Regions from separate parts of the Zea mays genome. Here regions 2 and 3 are each linked to region 1. A link is a contact called in public Hi-C data. All regions are on one chromosome and are shown on one strand. Each heading gives the region's core, a stretch centred on a gene start, on an enhancer-like site or on the middle of the called end of the contact. The rest is flanking DNA. Distances are from core to core; before and after follow the strand shown. Region 1 holds the start of LOC100285468. Region 2 holds the start of LOC100276911. Region 3 holds the start of LOC103639728.

Region 1 (3,836 bases), core at 339-2,838:
TGTTGATGTTAGTGCGTATGGGAAACCTGTTGAGGTACCCCAAAACCTGCATGGGCATAGGTTTGGGAAAAATTTTATACCCGTCATGGGTATGGATTTTTTTAGCGGGTGCATTTTTTCGTAGGTATGAGTTTGGACAAGTAATGTCCGGCGGGTTTTTACCTATTGTTATCTCTAGATAGGATGAATATTTTACTTTCTAGATCGTAAACTCTATATACTCATTTATCATCCTTGACACGTAATCTTCATGGTACACAGATTTTCTCATAAAAATTCGTTAGAAAAAAATCGAAATAAACAAGCCTCTAGTGCACGAGGAATGAGGTTGCAGGGAAGGTGGAAGGGAGATGTGGGACCCGCACCTCTAAACGTCAATTATGGAGACAATTGGTCTAATGCTAAAGCGACTATTTTAGTGTGCGTGGAGGGGGTGGGGGGATGATTCTTCGTATCTCATGATCATATCTTATTTGCTTTGGTCTTTGACACAATTCAGCTTTGTCAAAAGTTGATGAGACATCCGCAACTTTTGCTTTCACGCTTTTTCTCCGTAGAAACAAGGTATATATGCCAAAACCTGCTACGGCACGGCCGTAAGCGTTTTCATCGTCCCCATTCCCCAACCACAACCACATTCAGATGCACCTCACTCGCGCTTCGTGGATTTTGAATGGCTCAGCCAGTTTAACATATCCGAAGACAATTATTTTGCTTCACTGCTGATTTCTAAAATAAAACCACCGGAGTACACGCGCGTCGAAGCCAAAGCTAACAAACACATGGAGCAAAAGAAAGCATGACAATTACTGTAAGGATTCAGCGGAGCCTGGAGGCGAATGGAGCTGGACGGCTCGATCTGTCTAGCTGTCGGCGAGGACGGTGCGCTCTGCTTCGCCGCCGCATGTGACGATGGTCGCCTGGCAGAAGATGACCTTGAGCTCCCCCGGGGCGCGGCAGCTCTGCGGCACGGGCTCGACGTCGGTGGGCGTGGTCCTGGTGAGCGGGCACCGGTTCTTGAAGTACTCCGGCGGGCCGCGGCACGCGGCGCCCTCGGCGGTGCGGTTCTGGGGAGGGCAGTCGCAGTTGAGGTTGATGGGGCACCCGAGCGCCGGGCACTGCCCGCCGCCGACGGCCTGCGGGCTGACCACCATGGGCACGTTGAAGCCGTCGACGAGAGACACGCTGTAGGTGGCCTGGTCCAGGTTCCCGCCGTCGTGGACGGTGACCTGCACGACGGTGGCGGGCGGCGTGGTCCCCGTCCAGCAGCCGGACGCGGCGGCGTCGCAGCCCGTGCGCGCGGCGACGCGGCCGGCCCAGAAGGTGGGCGGGAAGGAGAGGGAGAGCAGCGCGTTGGGGCCCAGCCGCGCGGTGTTGGTGGAGATGGAGGGGAAGCCCGAGCTCGGGGTCACCAGCGGCCACACCGGGTGGGGGCAGAGGTTGTGGATGGTCAGCGTGGTAGCCGTCGTAGCGCCGACGCTTGCGGCGAGGAGAACAGCGACGAAGACGAGGGCTCCGGCCATGGCCTACACAGTACTTGATAGAGCTTCTGTTAGCTCGCTATAGCCGATCGTGTAGTGAGTTTGTGATGACAAGACATCAGACAGGTCTGCCTGGCTTTTTATATATAATATAGGCGAGCATAGCGATGTGACAGCATCCATGATCCACGCTAGTGTAGTATATTGCCGGCCATGGTTTTTGATATACTCCTACAATAGCTAGGATCCACAAGCGTTGATTAATCAATCAAAAAGGTGCAAAAGAGAAAGAGGGCATAGAATTGAAGCAAGAGAACAAGTAGCATTCCCTAGCACACCTTTTCTTCTTTCCGCTTTGTTAAACCGAAGGTACTTTTATTGTGTTTTCATCTTTACTTTTATTTGATTCAATGTTTGGTATTTTTGTTGTGTTCACAAGTTTGCTTGATTTGATTCCATGTTTAGATACACGTTCAGAGAAGAGAGAACTCCCAACACCCAGCAACTTATATATGCTCTCAGCCGGAGAAGCAGGAGCCAATTATAATAAGTGGGTGGGATCTGCAGTCTGCACGGAGGTTAGTTCCAAGCGTGAAATGAAGACCATTTACATTTCACCATATTATTCTCAATTCACTTTGTTTCTTCATAAATCACAAAAGATATCACAGCCAACTCAACTGCCTCTGCCCCGGCAAAAACAACTCCAAAGACCTATAAAACTGTCTCTTCACCCGCCCAGCTCCTGATAATCCGAAATGGAGCAGCATGTATGTATATTACCAAAAACAAGATGGAAAAAAGCACAAACACCCGCTGCTCCAATAGCACCCGTAAATAAACCAATGCACGCATGAACTTGACTTACAAATAGCGTGCGGTAGCAGACCAGACAGGACAAAGTTTTGCCCTAAAATAACTCTTACAAAACAATCCGACCAAGAATGAAATGCAAAGACAATGCAAGTGGATGAAAGGAAAAGAATGCTAGGAAATTAACATCCTACTATCAGCATGGACTTGGCCACCCTGATCGATACAAAAATAATCCTGTGACAATGCGTTTGAGCCCGCTCTTGCTTACTGGAGCAGCAGCAAGCAACTGGACCTGTTGTCCCAAGTGACCATCCGACCAATGTTCAATGCATGAGATGAATGCAAGGGGAAATGATAGGCCACAGATCATACGCTTGACATGCCAAGGAAACTGGTCAGCATGTCATGCGACAATAGAAGCTCACATCTCACCTCCAATAAGAAATGAAGGTTGCAGATGCCTTTAGAAAAAGTTAGCAGACGGCCAGCTTGAACCCTCTTTTCTCGCAGAAGCAAGAAGGGCGGGTTGACACATGTAGTGATGCATGAGTTAGTGAGGACCCTCAGACTCTGCTGTAAAAATGTTGGATTTCTCCCAAGAGCATGTCTGGACATGATGCAATCAAAGACCCAGGCATGATGATATGTAGATGAATGCAAGTGCAGACTCAAGACTCTGGCATCAACCCGAAACTGCACGGCTGATTGCTATCCTCGCCCAATCGGCAGATTCTTTCACCAAAGGATCATCTGATGCCAAGCATTCCTCTAAAAATGCCTGGGTTGAGGTGGATTGATTGATCAAAGGGCCAGCATGGACACCCAATGTGTCTGCCAGATCTCCCAAGACACCTATTGCAGTCTTCATCACAGCATCATCCCTTCAAAAGAGGTATAACATCATAAAGTGTTAGGTCAACAAAACAAATGACTCATATAAGTTAGGCAGCAAAGATAAGAACCAGAGTGTGAAGTTTGACATACATATCCTTTCCATTGTACAGAGCATCAAGGAACTGAATAATATGTGGAGCATATGACATCAGTAGTTGTGTCTTAGGTGAACTCTTAAATCCTTGCAGGATACCAGAGTAGGCTTCCAAGATTCCACTCCTTAGCTGATTGGTGTAGTCGAGCATCTCATCATCAGTTGCAGTGGTATGGGCAGACAAATCAGCAGCACTTTGGAGCATAGGCATCGCATAGATCAAATACTTCTCAAAGTTTTCCCCAATTGCCAGTGCAATATCACCAAAGCACGAAAATATTGGTGGTTTCACTGATCTGTGCAACTGGTTACTGGACAGGTCCTTCAGGAGTTGAGTCATGATGCCATCACAGAAGGGCAAAATTTTGTCTTCCAGTGCTCTACAGAGGTCACCAACAACGCCCACGGTAATGGCACACACCTGATACTCCTCAAAGTTCTGAAGACCCATCTCCAAATACTGATAAAACTGTGCCATGTATTTTGCAAAGTTTGGACCAGCTGCATATGCCAATGCACCAATAGCAAGCATAGCCTCCTCATGCACTGTG
Region 2 (3,836 bases), core at 435-2,934, 400 kb before region 1:
AAACGTTTGTTCCCGATCCAACGGCTCAGATCTGAGGATAGCGATTCGCGCCCGCGCGCTCTGCCCCATAAGTGGGTAAAGCTCAAGCCCAGACCTTACAAATTACAACCCATAAGTGCCAAGATCTCAAGTAGGGGCTTCTTTGATTTTTAAGGGATTTTTATTTCCAAGAGAAAATAGTTTATTCTCCTTTAAAAATAGAAATATCTTGAAAAAATAAAGTTGCTAAATAAATACTAAACAGTTGTTTGATATGGCTGGCAGCTGGTTGTAATATATAAAGAACAGACCTTTAAAGAAGGTGGGCATCTCTAGGCTTTGATGATGGGCCGTGGGTAAAGCTCAGACTCAGGGCTTACAACTCAAGTGGGGGCCTCATTAATTTTGTTCGAGTCGGACAAATCGGACCGTCCATGTGCCCTGCCCTGCCTGCCCCCATGAGGCCATGACCGTGTGCGTTTGAACTTTTACTACAGAGACACATAGACCGATTTAGCTATATTGCCTCCGCTTCAAAACTACGGTAGCCATCTGTTAATTATTTAAAATAAACTATATTATTATTATTATTATTCAAAAATTAAAAATAGATTAAACAACAACAGACATCCATTCAATTTCCCGATGAAACAAAGCTAAATTATTGAACTCGGTGACAGACTGACAGCAGTGAACACGAACAAAGCAGACACGCATCTCGATCCTCTGCTGCCTACAATTTCAAACACATGAGACGAGACAGGACGACGACTCATGTGACACTCACGCGTGCAGTGGCTCACATCACATGCATGCGATGCGAGTGATAATACACTGGAGAGCGAGGCTACTGAGCGAAGCAAACGGCTAATCAACAACAACCTAACGACAATGGCGGTTGGACACACGACGGCGACGGCGACATGAAAGAAAGCACAACACAGGTCGCGAGATGGCGCGACGACCCCATGTCCGCATCGCATCACACGTGCGGGTTGCAGTAGATGATCTTCATCTCCTGGACGTTGCGGCAGTCGCCGCTGGGCACCTGGTGCACGGAGCAGCGGCCCTGGATGGCGCAGCCGACGGCGGGGCAGCGGCCCTGCAGCGGCGAGCCGTGCGGGGTGACGGAGACCGGGACGCGCTGGCCCGGCTGCGCGTTGGGGGCCAGGTAGAAGGAGCCGCCGTCGACGCCGACGTGGAACTCCACCTGGGCGGCGTCGGGCGCGCGCAGGCGCCCCGTCCACCAGCACACGGGGAACTCGGCGTGGCTGCGCGGGTGCAGCGTGTAGGTGCCCGCGAACAGCGGCGGGCTGTTGGCCAGCGGCTCCAGCGTCAGCGTCACGTCGTGGCTGCACAGGTTCTGCACCGTCACCTTCTTGTTCTTCACGCAGTTGTCGTGCGTCAGGTCCGCGCGCGCCAGCGCCAGCACGGCCGCCGCCGCCAGGAGGAGCAGGGCCGCCGACGAGGGCTTCGGTGACGCCATCCTCTCGCTCTCTTCTACTGTTGAAGCAAGCTGCTGGTAGTAACTTCGAGTAGTAGAGTGGGTGATTAATGTTACTGCTTGGTTCGGTTCAGCCCTTGAGGGTGTGTGGTTATTTATAACCGTGGCCCGTGCCGTGCCGGTGCCCGTGCCCGTGCCCGTGCCCGTGCGAGATGCATGGGGGTCAGGGGTTTAAAACGAGAATCCCAGTAGATGGAGCCCGTGCTGCCTGTGAGCATACTCTGATATTTACAGGCAAGCTGGCATGGCTAAAGCCATCGCTACGCTACGCTACGCTACGCTCTAGACGGATCGAGAAGGGCGTAGTGGTTTTCCTTGGTTTTGTTTTTTTGGCTTGGTGCGACATGGGTTCTCTAACCTCTGCCGTGGCCTCTGGCCTCTGGCCTCCATGAGTGAGTACATGCAGTCCAGGACCATGCATGCATGCGCTGAGACGATCCACGTGGCGGAGCTACAGTTCGAGCAAGCCTGTACAATACAATAGTACAGGATAAGGATAGGACGGTAAAAAGATAAAGGAGCTACCAGCGACTTTTCTTCACTCGTAGGCTCGTAGCCTTAGACACCTCGCAAAAAGTGGATGACCAAAAGGTAAACTGATTCCATGTATAACTTAAATGCTAATTTATAACGTTAAATTATGTTTATTAAAAAGATTGTTTAAATATCCTATATTAGTTGGCTAAAAAATTATCGGTGAAATTAACTAGCTAACAAATAGTTACCTAATTATTAACTAATTTAATAAAATAGCTAATAATTGAACTATTAGCTAGAGTGTTTGGATGTCTTTAGAGCATCTCCAAGAGTTTTTCAGAAGTCTCTCCTAAATCAAGTTTTTTTTTGAAAAAACAAAAAAACGTGTCTCTAACAGTTTCCCTTGAACGCTCCCAAATTTTTCATAGCCCTTAAAACTCCCTCATTTGTAGCTACAAATGAGGGGTTTTTTGACTACCCAGAAACAAGCTGCCAATTTCTAGGGAACTCTTGAAGATCTCTTAGCTAATTTTAACTACTAACTATTATCTTTAGTGTATTCAAACATCACATAAATCCGGCTATGTTTAGTTACTTTAGTCACTAGACTAAACTTTAGAAACTGGTATTATTTATGTTAAAACTTGTTATTAAGTGTAATTTATTATTGTTTTTATTTACGCTATATTTCGTAAAACAAATGTGCCTCCCCGGTTGACGAGTAGCTCGTTCAATCATAGCTGCTTATTGACGAGTAGTAACGTTAACGTTCTGCGCCTCAAAGTTCATTTCAAACTTGTGCGGCATATATATTGTCCATGTACAAATACTATATAGCTACTCTCTAGGGTTAGCCCTAATACATAATTATTACTTCTAACATGGTATCATCAGCCTAGGTTTTCCTCCCTCCCCTACAGCCGTCGTCGCCTCCCTCTCCCCTACAGCCGCCGCCGTCGCCGCTCCTCACCATGGCTGGCGAGCAGCCTCCTCTCTCCCCCTCCACCTTCCCTCCCCTCTCCTCCTGGGCGTGGGCTGCCTCCCCTGGCTGCCGCTGCCTCTCCTGGCCGCGCGACCTCTCCTGGCCGCGCCGGCAGTGGTGCTGCCGCCGCCGCCGTGGGGGCCGCGCGGGCCCTGCCGCTGCTGCGGTCGCCGTGGGTGGGCGTGCCCCCCTGGCCCCTCCCTATCCCCTCTTAGCTGTCGTCGCTGCCTCCCCTGCGGGTGCGCAGGCTCTGGTGGCAGGGGCGTGGGGGTCCGTTCCCACCTCCCCTGCGCTCGGGCCGGCGTGGGGGGCAGGGCCCACCGACGCCGGTGGGGCCCTCACCGCTGCGGGCACCGCCTCTGCCCTTGCGGCTGTGGCGGATGCGGTTCCCGCAGGTGTTGCCGGTCCAGAGGATCCTCCCCCACCAATCCTCCTGTCGCTGGTCGTCGATCCACATCCTGTCGTCGATCAGCCGCCTCCTCCACTGGTCACCCACCAGGGATACACCGTCGCCGCCCTCACCGCTGCCCGTGCGGAGCACGCGGCGCGACAGGCCCGTTTGCGGGAAGCGGCCCTCGTGTGGGAGCTTGAGCGCGAGGCCGCCGACGCTATCGCTGCTCAGATTGCCGCGACGGAACAGATCCTCACCTCGCCTGCGGGCCATGACGGCGGGGCCACCTCCTCTGACACCATGGGCGGCATGTACGGCGTTCCGACCGCATCGACCGTTGGAACTAGGCCCTGCACCATCCCCATGGTGCTCTGGCATGACCCAGCTGACCCGCTCGTGGCTCAGCTCCACCTTCAGGCTGGGAGTGTCCAGAACATTCACCTCATGGTTCCTGTCGTCCTGGAGCCTGAGTCGCCATCCTACGCACGCTGGCGGGACTTACT
Region 3 (3,836 bases), core at 686-3,185, 340 kb before region 1:
ACATAATAAGTAAACTTAAATCAATATTTGCAAAAAAAAAGACGGAAGTCCTTGCGCGGCGTACCGCGTGGATGAGTTTTTATCTAAGAGCAAATATAATAGAAAGATATAAGTGGGCTAAATTATGAGATTGATGGGATTGAAGAGCAGATAGAGAAGTGGACTGTAAATTTAGAGCTGGTTTAGACACAAGATTCAAGAAAATGTACGGTATTAGTAGGGAAGAACTAACTACTATATGATATGCTAAATAAGCTGCAAGGACTATTATTAAACTTGCTCTAGACATCCTTGCTGCCGCGTACGATAAAAATATCTTCTCTTATTAAAAGTCACGAGAATCGAGGCGACGACACTTGGCCACAACTTTTCCAAACGCTACTTTCGGCGCGTGTTAGACTTCTCTAGTAGTATTCTCTAAATTTCACGTCTAAGACTGTCTCTAGCAAGTAGTGTAAAATAAGAGACGCAAACCTATAGATGACAATGTTTAACACTGTTTGCAGAGTGAAGTTTAATATAGGGAAGGAGATAGGAGAAAAGATAGTGGATCTACCTCTCCAGTAGCGTCTCCTAAATTTCATACTCTAAAGAAATATTCTTTATTTTTTACATAACCTTCTAAAAGATTATGTCATATATCATCTCCATCTCCAATAACATCCCCCAAATTGGGTCATCTATATTAGACTCCATAAACTCTATTTTAACAATCATATTAATACAATTTGAACTTATGTATGTAACACAAAAAATATGTATATTTAATTTTTGAAATGTAATATTTTCTAAAATCACATTGTCTTGCAATTGAAAAACTATTTTCCGCAATTTAAAATCCGTTATTTCAATCGTATACTTAGAAGAACAATGCACTTCGACAATGTCGTATATATTTGTCCGTGCCAAAAAAGGTTCGTTTTGACGATGTCGTACATATGCTTAGGGGTGGATACGAGTCGATCTAGCTCGGCTTGTTGCGGCTCGATCAAAGTAACGAATCGAGCTCGCCGCGGCTCGCTTCTCTAGCGAGCTTGAAAAGTAGGATTGACCCGATCGCGAGTCAACTTGTCGAGCCAACGAACTTGACCATAAACGTTAACTCGCCTTCCAAATTATAATATAAAATTTTAGAAATAATTAAATAAACAAATTTTAAATTAGTAAAATAAATGTATTACTAATCTAATATAATGTATTACTAATCTAATATAGAAAATATATTGTGTACCGTAATCTCAAATAATATAATATAATCGTCTATTTGGTACTAACACTATTTTAACTAGGATTTTATGTAACAAATCGTTGTTAGGTTGAGCCACAAGCCAGCTTGCGAGCCACAGCGAGCCCTCGCCCTTTTCTCGAGCCATAAAACATGCTCATCTCGTGTTCGTTCTAAGAGTTGAGCTACTCTGATTAATGCAAAAGTTGGACCGTACATTAACAATCGGTTAAATAATATGTCCATACGTTAACGTGGGAGAGAGATCCGTTCGTGTATACATTTATGTGTGTTTGGTTGGAGAGTCAACTAGAATGGAACGACTCCATTTGTGTTTTTGAGAATAGAGCCATTTTATTCTGCGTTTGGCAAGCAGAATAGAACTGATCCATTTTTTGTTTGGTCGAAGAGTAAAATAGAGCGGAACCGTTCCGTTCTTTGTTTGGTTAGAGAGCTCTATGAGTGTAGATGAGAGGAGAGCAATGAGAGCGCTCGCGTCCGGTCGTTTTGGTAGAGCGGGAGCACTACAACTATTTATGGTATTTTTTCATATGAAGACTCGAGAAGTTGTTCCGCTCTTCTTCTATTGAAACCAAACATCCAGAAAATAGAATCGGAGTCGCTCCATTCTTCTACACTATTCAACCAAATGCACCCTAAGAGGCATTTCTTCCTATTAAACCGATGCAGCTCGCTCGCCAGGCGTAGCATCCACGTCGTCCAAAAAATCTTGGTCGCATGCGTCTGCTGCTACTTCACATCTTGTCCGCACACGTGGCTAGTGCTGTTTCATTTGCCTACCAACCGGTTCCTGACTTGCCGCTCTGCCTTCCAGTTCCCACGAAAAAGGAAAAAAGAAAACTCAAGAGCCCAGGCTTATCTAGAAACCTCGCTAACCCTCGAGGCCTCGAGTAGCTATGAAGCAGCGAGGCGACGACGGTGCCGACGGCGCAGCTGCTTTCGCCGGCTGCCTGGATTGCAGGTCCTCCGACCATTGCTTTTTGCGGTAAAGAGACCCTTTCCATACTATCCTTCGCTTTTCGATTGTGTCGATGTTGTAGCTTTCGTGCCGGCAGGGAGGCAACGCCGCCGCCGCCGCCGACAGTGACGACGCTGCTGCCGCCTTCGGTTTCTAACTCCTTCGATCATCGCTTTTCTGAGGTAAAGAGAGCCTTTGCATGTTTACCTTCACTTTTCCCTGATTGGCGCTTACTGTAGCTTCCGTGTCCAATTCGTTCGTCTCCTTTAGATCCGTTTTGCTATCTTTTCCCTGATCGGTGCTACTTTAGCTTCCACGTCCGATTTGTTCATCTCCTTACGATCCGTTTTGCAGTGAGCTCTCCATCATGTGCTTTCCCTTACCTTTTTCTAACATATTGCAAACCCTGAGTGGGTTTTCCCCCATAAAAATACTGCAACAAGCTCTAGCGTTACTTTTAATATGCTTCAGCCATTTGATGCTCCCCTGCCTCCACACGTGCGCTAGCACAGTTCCAATGCTACATCAAAGTAACGCTTCTTGATTACTGATAATGCCAAATCCTAGCTTTTTAGCGTTTCTTTTCTCCCCTAAAAATGAGTTCAGGGTGTAGTATTTTCCTAAAGGATGGGAGATCCATTCTCCGATACAAAAAAGTGAGTCTAAGGATGCAATATTTTCCTAAAAAAGGAAGAGTTCTTGCTAACATTTCTTATCTTGGTCTTACGAAGGAGGTATTCCTTTTTCATAAAGTCACATAATAATTATGTAATTTCATCTTATTGTATTGGCTTCTATAAGTATTTTATCCATGTTCCAGATAATATGAGCAAGCAACTTTTATAAGTCTTTAATATGTGATTTCCATGGTCATATCTCATTTAAAAGGAAAACTTCATGTATTCATATTACAAATGATAATTTAAGAGCCCTGGCAAAAGGGATAATGATTAAAACTTGAATGATCATAATTGCCATGGTTACATTGCTATGTCAATCGTGCGTTTTTTGCTTACTATTTCCCCTCTATAATTGTATGCATCTATGTGGCTATATTTTTTATGCTCTTTTTGATGCTTCCACTTTGCTTCTGTAGTTGTTTGTGTTTTGGAATCAAGGTGCACATTTGCATGAATTGGATCTTTTAGCGACCAGACCATATAGGTACATATAGTGTTAGTTCATACTACCTATGTAAGTTACTGTTACCTTTTAATTCCCCCCCATATATTGATTTGTGTGCAGTATGTGTGTGTCTACCTAATGATATGACATACAAAGCCTAAGTACATTTAACTTCGTAATTCTGAGGATTATGTTACATATGAGTCTCATAGGATATGCATGACATCTTTAATCTTGAGGATATAACTAATGAACGTAAAATCCGCTTGGTAATGCATGTGACCTCTAATGATCCTTGCAACTGCAATGTAGTTTGCATAACTGGTCAAGATCATAGACATATACTATTGTAGGGGGCCTACAGATTATTTGCATGTGACCTCTAATGATCCTTGGTGTTAGCATGTCATAAATGTGGCTCTATAGATTATTCTCACATACATATTATTAAGCTATTATTGCACATAAAAATAGTTTTATGTTCTCCTTGTCGGTTTTCCTATCCCA

What was found. A called contact is a pair of places that touch in the nucleus more often than the background predicts.
Region 2: a contact with region 1 is called in a Hi-C map of ear, with 4 times the contacts expected there. The contact joins the promoter of LOC100276911 here to the promoter of LOC100285468 in region 1. A contact is called at or near these places in 7 of 25 Hi-C or Micro-C datasets (bundle sheath, ear, endosperm and 2 more).
Region 3: a contact with region 1 is called in a Hi-C map of bundle sheath, with 4 times the contacts expected there. The contact joins the promoter of LOC103639728 here to the promoter of LOC100285468 in region 1. A contact is called at or near these places in 5 of 25 Hi-C or Micro-C datasets (bundle sheath, ear, endosperm and 2 more) and 1 of 3 datasets of contacts at active chromatin or transcription factors (leaf).

Annotation. Positions count from the first base shown.
Region 1 is chr1:155,555,622-155,559,457 of Zm-B73-REFERENCE-NAM-5.0, reverse strand. LOC100285468 reads right to left here and starts at 1,588. Exons shown (of 1, transcript NM_001158361.2): 1 at 694-1,588. The coding sequence starts at 1,523. The coding sequence ends at 864. It overlaps LOC100383778, which reads right to left. Exons shown (of 3, transcript NM_001359630.1): 2 at 3,282-3,836; 3 at 2,104-3,178. The coding sequence ends at 2,980.
Region 2 is chr1:155,951,336-155,955,171 of Zm-B73-REFERENCE-NAM-5.0, reverse strand. LOC100276911 reads right to left here and starts at 1,684. Exons shown (of 1, transcript NM_001150608.2): 1 at 618-1,684. The coding sequence starts at 1,465. The coding sequence ends at 962.
Region 3 is chr1:155,900,113-155,903,948 of Zm-B73-REFERENCE-NAM-5.0, reverse strand. It overlaps LOC103639728, which reads left to right and starts at 1,935. Exons shown (of 6, transcript XR_004855356.1): 1 at 1,935-2,207; 2 at 2,302-2,386; 3 at 3,301-3,398.